2 separate regions of the Oryctolagus cuniculus genome follow, and region 1 is linked to region 2. A link is a contact called in public Hi-C data. All regions are on one chromosome and are shown on one strand. The core of a region is the stretch at or near the end of the contact, and the rest is flanking DNA. Distances in the headings are between cores, read along the strand shown. Region 1 holds the start of ALDH1A2 (aldehyde dehydrogenase 1 family member A2). Region 2 has its middle 180 kb from the start of POLR2M.

Region 1 (5,136 bases), core at 317-2,816, 220 kb after region 2:
CTTCTGTACAAAATTTAGTTCATCTTGTAATAAACATATTGATATACAACTTTAACCATTACTGTGTGCGCACATGTGTTTAAGTTGGTCGGGAGAAGTTTGTGGTAGAAATCTAATGGAAGCAATAAAAAAAATCAAACCAGGGAACTGAAAAATGAATTCCAAGAAATTTGGCTTTAAATTCCATCCACCTCCCCTCTCTTCCAAAAATGTTTTAACATTACAATCCCCTAGCCTGTGTGTGTGTGTGTGTGTGTGTGTGTGTGTGTCGATAAATTTTATCTATGATTAATTTATAGAAAGAAAGCAAATTCAATTTACATTAGGTAGCGGATGCATTTTTTTTTGTGGTCCAACAACAACAAAAAAATTGCTACTTGGCAAATTCAAGATGTCAGAGTTCGTTATTAAAAAATCAAGTGTTTCCGTTCAAAAGCGAACCCACCAATTTGCACAAATCTGCACGCTTTTCGAGCTTTCCAGGGAAACTACCACAGACTACACAATTCAAGAAATACTGGGACATTGGATCCCCCGTGCTCAGCAGCCTGGCTTCCCGCGAAATTTGTCAAAACCAGCCGGAGCGCTGGAGCCCTGACAATTTTCGTTCGAGGAAGCGCCTCTGCGCTGTCCCGGCGCCCGGGGACCTGATGGCCAGCAGCAGCCCAGCGGCTCTCTCAAGAGGTTGCAGGGCCGAGAAGGGACCGCCGGGTTTGCCGGGCCAAGCTGGCGGGGACCCGACCCCTTGTCCCGCTGTGGGGGCGACCGAACGGGTTCCGACTGCTTCCCCGCGGCGGTCGGGACCGGGCGAAGCGGACCCGAAAGCAGCCGCACAGACGGCCGGGGCCAGGAGCCGCGGACCAGAAAGCAGCCGCACAGACGGCCGGGGCCAGGAGCCGTTGACGGCGGCCTCAGGTTGCCGGGGGTCCCCGAGACGTCCCAAGACTTCAAGAGCCTGGGTCTCCGCGGAGGAACTCAGGGCGCCCCACTGCCGCGCGGGGTCGGCCGGCGGGTCCTGGGCGACCCCGGCCTCCGGCTCTGTCACGCCGCCTTGGCCCCCCTAAGGAGATCGCGGAGAGCAAAGAAGGTTCTAGAAAGTCTCCGCAGACGGCGGGCCCGCCGGCCTCCGCTTACCTTGGTGTACTTGATTTCGAGGTTGGGCGTGGGCGACGGCAGGAGGTGCAGGGACGCCATGAGTGCGGCAGGGTCGGCTTTCACCTCGCCGGGCATCTCGATCTTACTGGAAGTCATGGTGGCGGGCCGAGGTGTCGCTCGCCCGCGGCGTGGGGCTGTGCGGGCTGTGCGCGCGTTGCGGGGCCGGGGATGCGCTCGCCTGTATATAGGCAGGTGTCAAGCTGGGGCTCTTCTTATTGGACGTGAGGGCCGAGGCGCGGGGGGCTGGGCCGTCCCACCTAGGACGCCCCGGCGCAGCCGCGATTTACATAAAGCCCGCGCCGCGCGGCCGGGACGCCCCACGGTCAAGTCCGCCCACTCCCGCCACTCTGCGCGCAGGGAGCGGCCCACGGGCGCGCTGCCGCCGCTGCCCTCGACGGCCGAGACGCAGCGCAGCGCAGCGCGGCGGCCGGCGCGGCTCGGCCCGCCCGGAACCGGTCTCCCTCCCGCCCGGTCAGTGTCGGCGGGAGGCGCACCGTGGTCCAAGTCGGCCGGGGGGTCGTGGACCCAGGAAGCAGAGCGGGGCCGGGGCTGAAGGGGGATCGGAGCTGCCTCTCGGTGGAGAGCGGCGCGCCCTGTAGGCGCGGGAAGCCCAAGGCTCTGAGGGCGCCGAGGGCAGCTCTAGGGGGCTGAGACCCTCTCCCAGCTCGTCCCGGGACGCGCCGACCCTCACTTCCCCTTCTCTCCCCGAGGCGCCGGGGGCTGTGGCACCGGGCTCTCCTCTGCTCCCCACACCCAGTGCTCTCAAGGTGGCCCGAGGTGCGCCGGGGCCGGCCGGAGGGTCGGGGAGAGGCAGCGCTGAGTGCGAGGGTCTCTCCCCGCCCTCAGAGAGAAGCTCCCCGCGAGCCGGTCCGCGCAGCGAGGCCCGCGCCCGCCGTCTCCCGCCCGACTGCTGCCCTCTGCCGGCCGGGACCCTTGCGGGCGGCCCGGAGGATGTAGGCCTTTGCCTCTCCTCAGAGTTGCACGTTTCCTGGGTTCCTGGTGTCTGTCTGTCTGTCTTTCTCTCTCTCTCTCTCTCTCTCACACACACACACCTTGTTTTCTCTTGTTTTTAGCGTAACATCTATGATCCTAAGCTTTGGGGTTGAATTTCCAACTCCACACCCCTAATTTGTTTCTGCGCTGTGCCAAGTCCTCTTCTAGTTCATGGATCAACATGTGATGTAAATCAAAAACTCAGAGACCCGACCCCAGAATAGGCTTTGAGCTCTGTGGGCTAACTCTAGGTCCCATATGAAAATACCTTTGTAGGTGCCTTCCTTTCCTCATTCCCATTGGTAGCCTGTTGGAGTCTAACAATGAACACCTTCCTACCCCCTATTTTTACGTGGAAAGAGCTTTTTCATGGTGAGGGGCCAAACTACCAAGCAGATCCTTGTTTCTCATCTTAATACCATGTTCAGGGTCCCTAGAATTCTGTTCTTCGCATTTTAAATGTCAGCCAGAAAACACCTGCCTTGGATACTTTCAGGAGCTATGACGGCTGAATTGTAGCTCTTTGAACGCTAAGCAATGATAGGAATAGACATATTTCCTTTTAGTATATAGTTTATAGACATGAGACACAAGTTTTCAGATCCCAAAGTGACATGAGTGAGTTGTTTTTGTGGGGAAATTGCAGATTTTACCTTAGGTAGCTTGAGGGATCTTGATTCAGAGAGGAGTTCTGTAACCAAAAAGTATGGCTTAGCAACTGTATACAAGTATGTCGCTGTGATATACATTTATTAAAGCCTTGGAGGGTTAACTGTTAAACTGAGAGATAAAGAAGTAAGGTTTCAGATTTTGTTGGAGAAAGAAGGTCCCAGCAAGGAACAGCCATGATACATATGGAACAATTCTTCTAACGTATTTTGAGCACTTTTTCGGTGCCAAGCCTAGTGCTAGAGACTGGTTTACAGACTACACCAACAGCCCTTGCCATCAATGAGCCCATGATCCCTCCTTAAAAATAGGTTGACCAATGACTACCAGAGGTTCTGGGGGAAAAGTGCGTAGGAGCATTAACATGATTTGGGTGCTCCATTAACTCTCTGGGGAAGTTGACCTTGGAGCTGAACCTTTGAGCAGTGAGGCTTCAATGAGATGAGGCAAGGACACAGTTGACAGAAAAGCTCGCAAGAGCGAAGGCATAGAGATGTGAGCATACTTTGAAGGGCTATCAACTGTGATTGGAGGAATGGAAATGAAGATGCAAGGCAGTGACGCTCAGGCTGCAATGATCTGCTTGCCTGAGGTACTGAAGAGCCATCGTAAGGTTCCAAGGATGAGAAAATGGAAACCTGCAGAGACTGGCCTGACAATGAACATTGTCAAAAACACTCACAAGTCAGAAACCATTGGTTTAGACTCCTCTCAAAGCATAAAATAAAATTGTTCGCTCTTTGCCGACTTCTTGCCTGATTAACCCCAATTCCATCACCATGGCTCAAACATCTCTCCAGAGGAAGCAGCAGTATCTAAGAATGATGGAATTATCAGCATTTTGTCACACATTGAGGTGGAGCAAATAGATATTTTTGTCTACACCAGGCAAAGAAGGGAGCATCTCTTGGTTTATCCAGGGGTGGGGAGCATCTGGCCCATAGGCCATAGAAGGCCCATAAAATCACTTGGTCTGGCCTGCCAAGCCAACTGCACAAGGGACTCTAAGGTCAATAAATCTATACTACACTAGTTTTTAAGTTGGTCAATCTGTATGGCCTACCAAAGATGTTATAAATATCCAGATGGCCCTTGGTAGGGAAAGGTTCCCCACCTAACCATCTCTAAGAGGTCTGTCTGGTCCAGTGACAGGTGGCAGGCTGGTTTGAATTGCACCCTCCTGGCTCCTTTTCTGAGATACTGACTTTCCAGCTCAACAGTAAAGTGATCCGAGCAGACTATGCCTTCTGTTTCCCTTGGGCTTTCCTCGGTTCCTAAAACAACACAGAGTACATTAGAACTATTTAATAGGAACTTTTATTGATAGATTTGAGCAAAAGACAGCATTCAATGACTACTTCCATTACAAATGGGAGTAACTTCTGTACACTCTCTGATTATAGAATATGATCTCTTGGGTTTTTTTTTCCTTTTCCTGATCTTTTGCTATGAACTTTTTTGTTCATAGATTTCTGTGACTTTTTTTCCTCCATATAATTGTCCTCTGGAAAAATATTTTCCCCTATCTTCAGGTCACAATGGAAGCCACTTTGTGTCCCAGCTCTTTAATTCAAAGTGGAGACAAGATTTATCAGAGAATCCAGTTGCCCCTCTTCCAGTCCAGCTCTCTGCTGTGGCCCGGGAAGGCAGTGGAGGATGGCCCAAGTGCTTGGGCCCTGCACCTGCATGGGAGACCAGGAGGAAGCACCTGGCTCCTGGCTTCGGATCGGCGCAGCACGCTGGCCGTAGCAGCCATTTGGGGGGTGAACCAACGGAAGGAAGACCTTTCTCTCTGTCTCTCTCTCTCACTGTCTAACTCTGCCTGTCAAAAAAAAAAAAAAAGATTTAGCAGAGAAGAGTAGTAGATTATAACTCCTTCTGCAGTCTGCATCTTGGTTCCTATTAATAGGACTTACAGTGCTGTTACTTGTAAGGCTACCTTAAGATTTCTTCTCACATTCTCATATTTTCTTCTTCGTTGTCTTTTATTATTTAATTATCTCCTGTTTCCACCATACATTTCACAGCAGTTAAGGAGACAGACTTTGCCACAATTACATTCATATTTCTAACATTTTGAATTTCAAGTTTTTCCCCAATTTGGTTAAGAAACATTTTCCCCACCCTTACAATGTTTCTCCCCCTTCTGTAATTATTTATTGTTTAGGATACATCTTGCTTGAAGCCCCCTGCACAGGGGACCCTAAGCTGCAGCATGCTCTATTTATTTCCTTGTGAAAACAATTTATTGGGCCTGGTGGAGCCAATATCCTGGAGTTGCAGAGGAGAAAAATAAATTCTTGCCTCATATTTCCTCAC
Region 2 (5,316 bases), core at 2,074-4,573:
AACTGGTGTTGTTAACTTTGAATAGTTGGTTAAGATAATATCCAGACTTTTCCACTAAAAAGGTACTATTTTCCTTTTTATGATTAATGTGGGTTATATTGGTAGATATTTTGAGATTTTGCAAATATTTTGTTTCTTTTGCTTTTTAACATTTATTTTTAAAGTTGGAGTTACAGAGAGGGAGGGAGAAAGAGAGAGAAAGAGAGAATCTTCTATTTTCTGGTTCACTCCCCTGGTGGCTGCAGCAGCTAGGGCCGGGCCAGGAACCAAGAGGTTCATCTGAATCTTCTCTGTGGATGGCAGGGCCCCAGACACTTGGGTCATCTTCTGCTGCTTTTTCCAGGCCATTAGCAGGAAGCTGGATTGGAAGTGGAGCAATTGGGATGTGAACCAGCGTCCATTTGGGATGCTGGCATTGTAGGCCATTGCTTTACCTGCTATGCCACAACATATCTTGTTTCTTATAAGATTTTTCACTCATTAACTTTAGTGACCATTGATGGTTCTTGTCTGTTACTGTGGTGTTTGCCCAATGGTGATTTTTTTTTTTTTACAGGCAGAGTGGACAGAGAGAGACAGAGAGAAGGGTCTTCCTTTGCCGTTGGTTCACCCTCCAATGGCCGCCATGGCCAGCGCACTGTGCTGATCCGAAGGCAGGAGCCAGGTGCTTCTCCTGGTCTCCCATGGGGTGCAGGGCCCAAGCACTTGGGACATCCTCCACTGCACTCCCGGGCCACAGCAGAGAGCTGGCCTGGAAGAGGGGCAGCCGGGACAGAATCCGGTGCCCTGGCCGGGACTAGAACCCGGTGTGCCGGCGCCGCAAGGCGGAGGATTAGCCTAGTGAGCCGTGGCGCCGGACTGTGATTTTCTATTTCTGTGAATCCTCCTCTATTTTTAAATTGAGTTATGCCACAAGAAGAGCCACTTTTCTTTTTATTTACTCATTTATTTATATGGCTGGATTGAGGATTATTTATTTTACTTTATTACTGTTGTCAAGTATTTTATTGCTCAGATTGCACCAGATTTGACCACTGGGAGTTGTTTCCTGTGTTGGCTCCTGTGCTCTTTCAGTATGTCAGCGTCATTTTTAGGGTCCTACATATTTCATGGAATTATAAGATATTTAAAGTTCATCTTGTATTTTTCCTGCTCCTGCCCTGGAATCAACTCTTTCAAGGAGTCCTGGTTCTTTTACTGGATAATGGTATTTAGAAACCAACATCTGGGTGCTACGTGTGCTTGGTGCTTTTGAGGTGTCATTACTTCTAGGTCTCCACAGTGGACATAATTAGGAAATATTTGTATGAGCACTAACAAGCATATATATATATATATATATATATGCATTTCTTTTAATTTAGTTTTAATTACCTAAGGACAGATTTTATGTCCTCTTAGCTATTTTCCAAAGAGACACAGACCATGGACCAACATCTTACTTGTAGTTCTACACATTTGCTTATTGCTTCAGAAAGTGCCATAGCATATTCCAATGGCTCTAACTGAATTAATACTGTTGTTTTGAGGGAAAGGAAACGAAAAGGCTTTGCTCCCTCTAGTGGTCAAACTGAGTAACTGGTATTTCATGGCCTTGGAACCAGAGTTTGATCATATGAACGAGATAGCGAACTGATACCTAAATTATTAACTTACAGGGTAAAATATATGGCAAAATAGAATTAGTTTATGACTATCTTGTATCAAGAGTAACCCTAAAGATAGTAATTAATAACTAATGCTTGGCTGGGTTGCTTGAGACTGTCTAGTAATATCAGCAACATTTTATAAAAGGTGTTCACATAAATCACCTCACTTGACCCTCTCAAAAATCTTGGGAGACAGAGCAGACTTTTATTATCCAAACTTTACAAACAAGGAACCTGTCTCAAGTTCAATGATTTGCTTAAGTTAACACAGTTTGTTCAGGACAGAAATGGAACTGGAATTGAACTTGTATGGTAAAAAAGAATTTGGTTCATGATTACAAGCCTTCTGCTCTTTCTGCTAAAGGGTTTTAATATATGTTAAACATCTAATTACAATTGAAGAAGATTGCAAAACATGAACCTAGAAAATCTGGCCCTGTAATTTAAAAAGTAAAGGAAGGAAAGAAAGAAAAAAAAAAAAACCTCCCATATTTTGACTCTTGGAAATATTTTTAGCAGTTCGTAAAAGTGAGAAAAAGACAATCCTAACTATCAGTGAAGTTCTTTATCAAGTTAACACCTAGTTAAAACAGGTAATGGAAGCCTTATACATACGAAATCCAGACTCTCAATAAACTCACTACCACCAGATGTGGACTGAGACACACACCAGTCTGGGAAGCTGGCCACCATAAACCCTCTGAGAGCCATAGAGGAGTCATATAACCATCTCACTCCATGTGATCACTGGTCTTTTATAGCATTGCCCTGCCTTTGGCTGAATAGAGATATCTCCATTAATCTACTCCTAACTAAAAGGATGCGTTTTCTCATTTTCATTTAGACATATTTGAAAATAGGAAAGAGATCGATCAATACACTCATCTTTCTGCAATCATTTGAGAGACCAAAATGGCCATGGTGGTAATATATGGCATGTACAATGTGAATCCGTAAAAGCTTCTGGTCTTTCAAGGTTATTACAGAGACAACCATGGGAAGTAATAAAGCTGCGTCGTTTATTTAAAGTGAAGGACTTAATCTTGTCTCTCTTGGTACTTCCTCTCTTTTCTCTATTTTTAAAGTGCTGACTAGATGATATGGAAGAAAAGAAAGGTGCTAATTTCAAACGCTCAAGAAGTCCGTTTGGTGAACTGATGTTAGATAAAATCCATCAACTATTTCAGAAATAAAAGTTGGTAGTATTAGCTTTCACACTGATGCCAGACTTAAGCCTTGACATATGTCATTTTTGTTTAAGTATCAATGCAGAAATGACGCAAAAGACACCTGTCTTCCCACTGAGACTGACAGAACTCCAAGGAGAGCTGCATTATTTGGACCCTAGAAAGTTGATGCTTTGCATAAAGCTCACTGCGGCTGTTTATGCCTCTGATGTACTGTGAAATTTGATTGCTAAATCTGGTTTGGAAAAATCAGAATGGGTAAAATTATACTGTGAAATAGAATTTCCAATACTATTTGGGAAAACAGACAAACAACCTGTAAAAACACATGCATCTGATACTCTTTGGGGTGAAGGCTATGATGAGAACCGACAGGTTCTATAACATTTTTCTTGTTGTCTTTTCCCACTGCCCTCAGCTAGCCTGTGAGGAGACAAAGAGCAGGTTCGTGTCAACATCTGGCTAGTGTCCAGACATGAGCAATAATGCTCTCCACCCACACACAGGTGCGGCCATGTGAAATGTCTGGATGCCACATGGCACAGCCTAACAGGATATGCCTGGGAGGCAATGGGTGCGCCCTGTGCTCTGGTCCATTGCATCCACGGGCACAATCCCAGAGTGACACATGGAATTGAGGAATCCTCACTTCCAGCCAACTTGTATCTTTTGTCTGTTTTGCAGGAAATACAGCGACCCGGCAGTCGTCCCTGCCTGTGTGTCCCCTGGAAACCCGGGAAGAGCAGGAGGAGGAGAGGGGCTTCAGTACATAGCTACCAGGAGCCTGCTCCCCAGGTAATAGAAAACTTGTGCTCTGTGAATAAACCATCTAAAACCCCACCATGAACAGGATCAGAGGACCAGCTCCAGAAATCACCCGCCGCATCGGATGGTCTGTAGCATTGATTCATGTGGGCTGGGCTCATCCTTGCAGCCATCTCTCCCACCATTCTTTTTTTTTTTTTTTAAGATATATTTATTTATTCATTTGAAAAGCAGAGCTACAGAGAGGCAGAGAGATAGAGAGAGAGGCCTTCCATCCGCTGGGTTCGTTCCCCAAATGGCCGCAACGGCTGGAACTGGACAGATCCGAAACTGGTAGTCTGGAGCTTCTTCTGGGTCTCCCACGTGGGTGCAGGGGCCCAAGCACTTGGGCCATCTTCTACTGCTTTCCCAGGCCAAAGCAGAGAGTTGGATTGGAAGAGGAGCAGCCGGGACTAGAACCGGTGCCCACATGGGATGCCGGCACTGCAGGAAGCGGCCTCACCCGCTTTGTCACAGCACCGGCCCCTCTCTTACTATTCTGAACAGTGCCAACGCTCCAGCCCTTGGACTCTCTTTTCCCATTCGATTCTGTGTGTGCTGGAAGGGGAAGGTTTTTGAAGAGTTTCCATGTTGCGAAGCACTGAAATCAAGGCGGATAGTAACCCTGGAGTCGTACTCGTGGCTGTCCCCCTTACTGATGGCGCCTGTAAGATACCGGTTTTGTTGGCTATCTGGAATGTTATATTTTGGACCATTATGTATCTGTGACCATTGCCTGGGCTCTATGTGAGTGAGTTTTGAGATCAGTTAAATTCTAACACAGGTGTGGGAAGCAGAGGCAGGTAGGTCAAAAATCTGCCATTCCAGGGTCAGTTGTCATTGGAACAAACAGTTCCACAACTAAGTTGCGAGTTTGGAAATACTGCACTTTGCCACACCATCACCCATGTCTTTTTTTTTTCTTTTCTTTTCTTTTTTTCTGCCAGGCAGAGTTAGACAGTGAGACAGAGAGACAGAGAGAGAGAGAAGGACCTGGGCCATCCTCCACTGCCTTCCCAGGCCACAGCAGAGAGCTAGTCTGGAAGAGGAGCCACCGGGACTAGTACCCGGTGCCCCAACCGGGACTAGAACCTGGGGTGCTGGCGCCGCAGGCAGAGGATCAGCCAAGTGAGCCACGGCGTCGGCCCACCCATGTCTTAACCTATCAGGAAGGAGCACGCTGAGCCAAGGACCAGTTGCAGGTGGCTCGCCAGACCATTTTCCTGTAGAAAGTAAGACACAGACACTGCCTTTGGGGTTTCTCTCCATGTGTTCATCAGTGTGGGTCCACCTTCCAGAACCTGCCCGCCTCCAGCATGCTGGGAAAGTAGAGTTCCAGGCAGAGAACTGGCCCAAACTTCCGGCTGCTGTGAGCCTTGCTTAGCTGCTAGCAGCCGCCGTAGATGTCTCTCATCACAATGGCTAACCAGGCCCAGTGGACCCTGTCTCAACTCGGGCTTCCAATTCAAAAGGCAAAACATCCTGACCAAGGGAACTGAAGAGGAGTTATCTAGGGCATTTGATCTTGTGGTCGTTTTGCAGACAAAAATGTTCCATCCATCGCTTTCTTCAAGGGCAGGAATTTGGTACTCAAATTATCCAGCTCATTACAGTACTTCTCTTGGCATTCGCAAAGGAAATTGTTGTGTGTGTCTGTGAGAAAGAGATTTAATGTC

The links. Hi-C and Micro-C count contacts between places; a contact is called where the count stands out from the background.
Region 1: a Hi-C map of an unstated tissue shows a contact between it and region 2, with 2.2 times the contacts expected there. The contact joins the promoter of ALDH1A2 here to the enhancer-like site in region 2. A contact is called at or near these places in 3 of 6 Hi-C or Micro-C datasets (ear pinna, psoas muscle and an unstated tissue).

What each region holds. Positions count from the first base shown.
Region 1 is chr12:80,970,492-80,975,627 of mOryCun1.1, forward strand. ALDH1A2 (aldehyde dehydrogenase 1 family member A2) reads right to left here and starts at 1,567. Exons shown (of 13, transcript XM_002717704.5): 1 at 1,135-1,567. The coding sequence starts at 1,251.
Region 2 is chr12:80,748,293-80,753,608 of mOryCun1.1, forward strand. No RefSeq gene overlaps it. Among named protein-coding and RNA genes, the nearest start is that of POLR2M, 180 kb to the left of the region's middle. Within about 2 kb of position 3,324, at least 1 of the 8 cell types and tissues checked has an H3K27ac peak or open chromatin away from gene starts, as enhancers often do.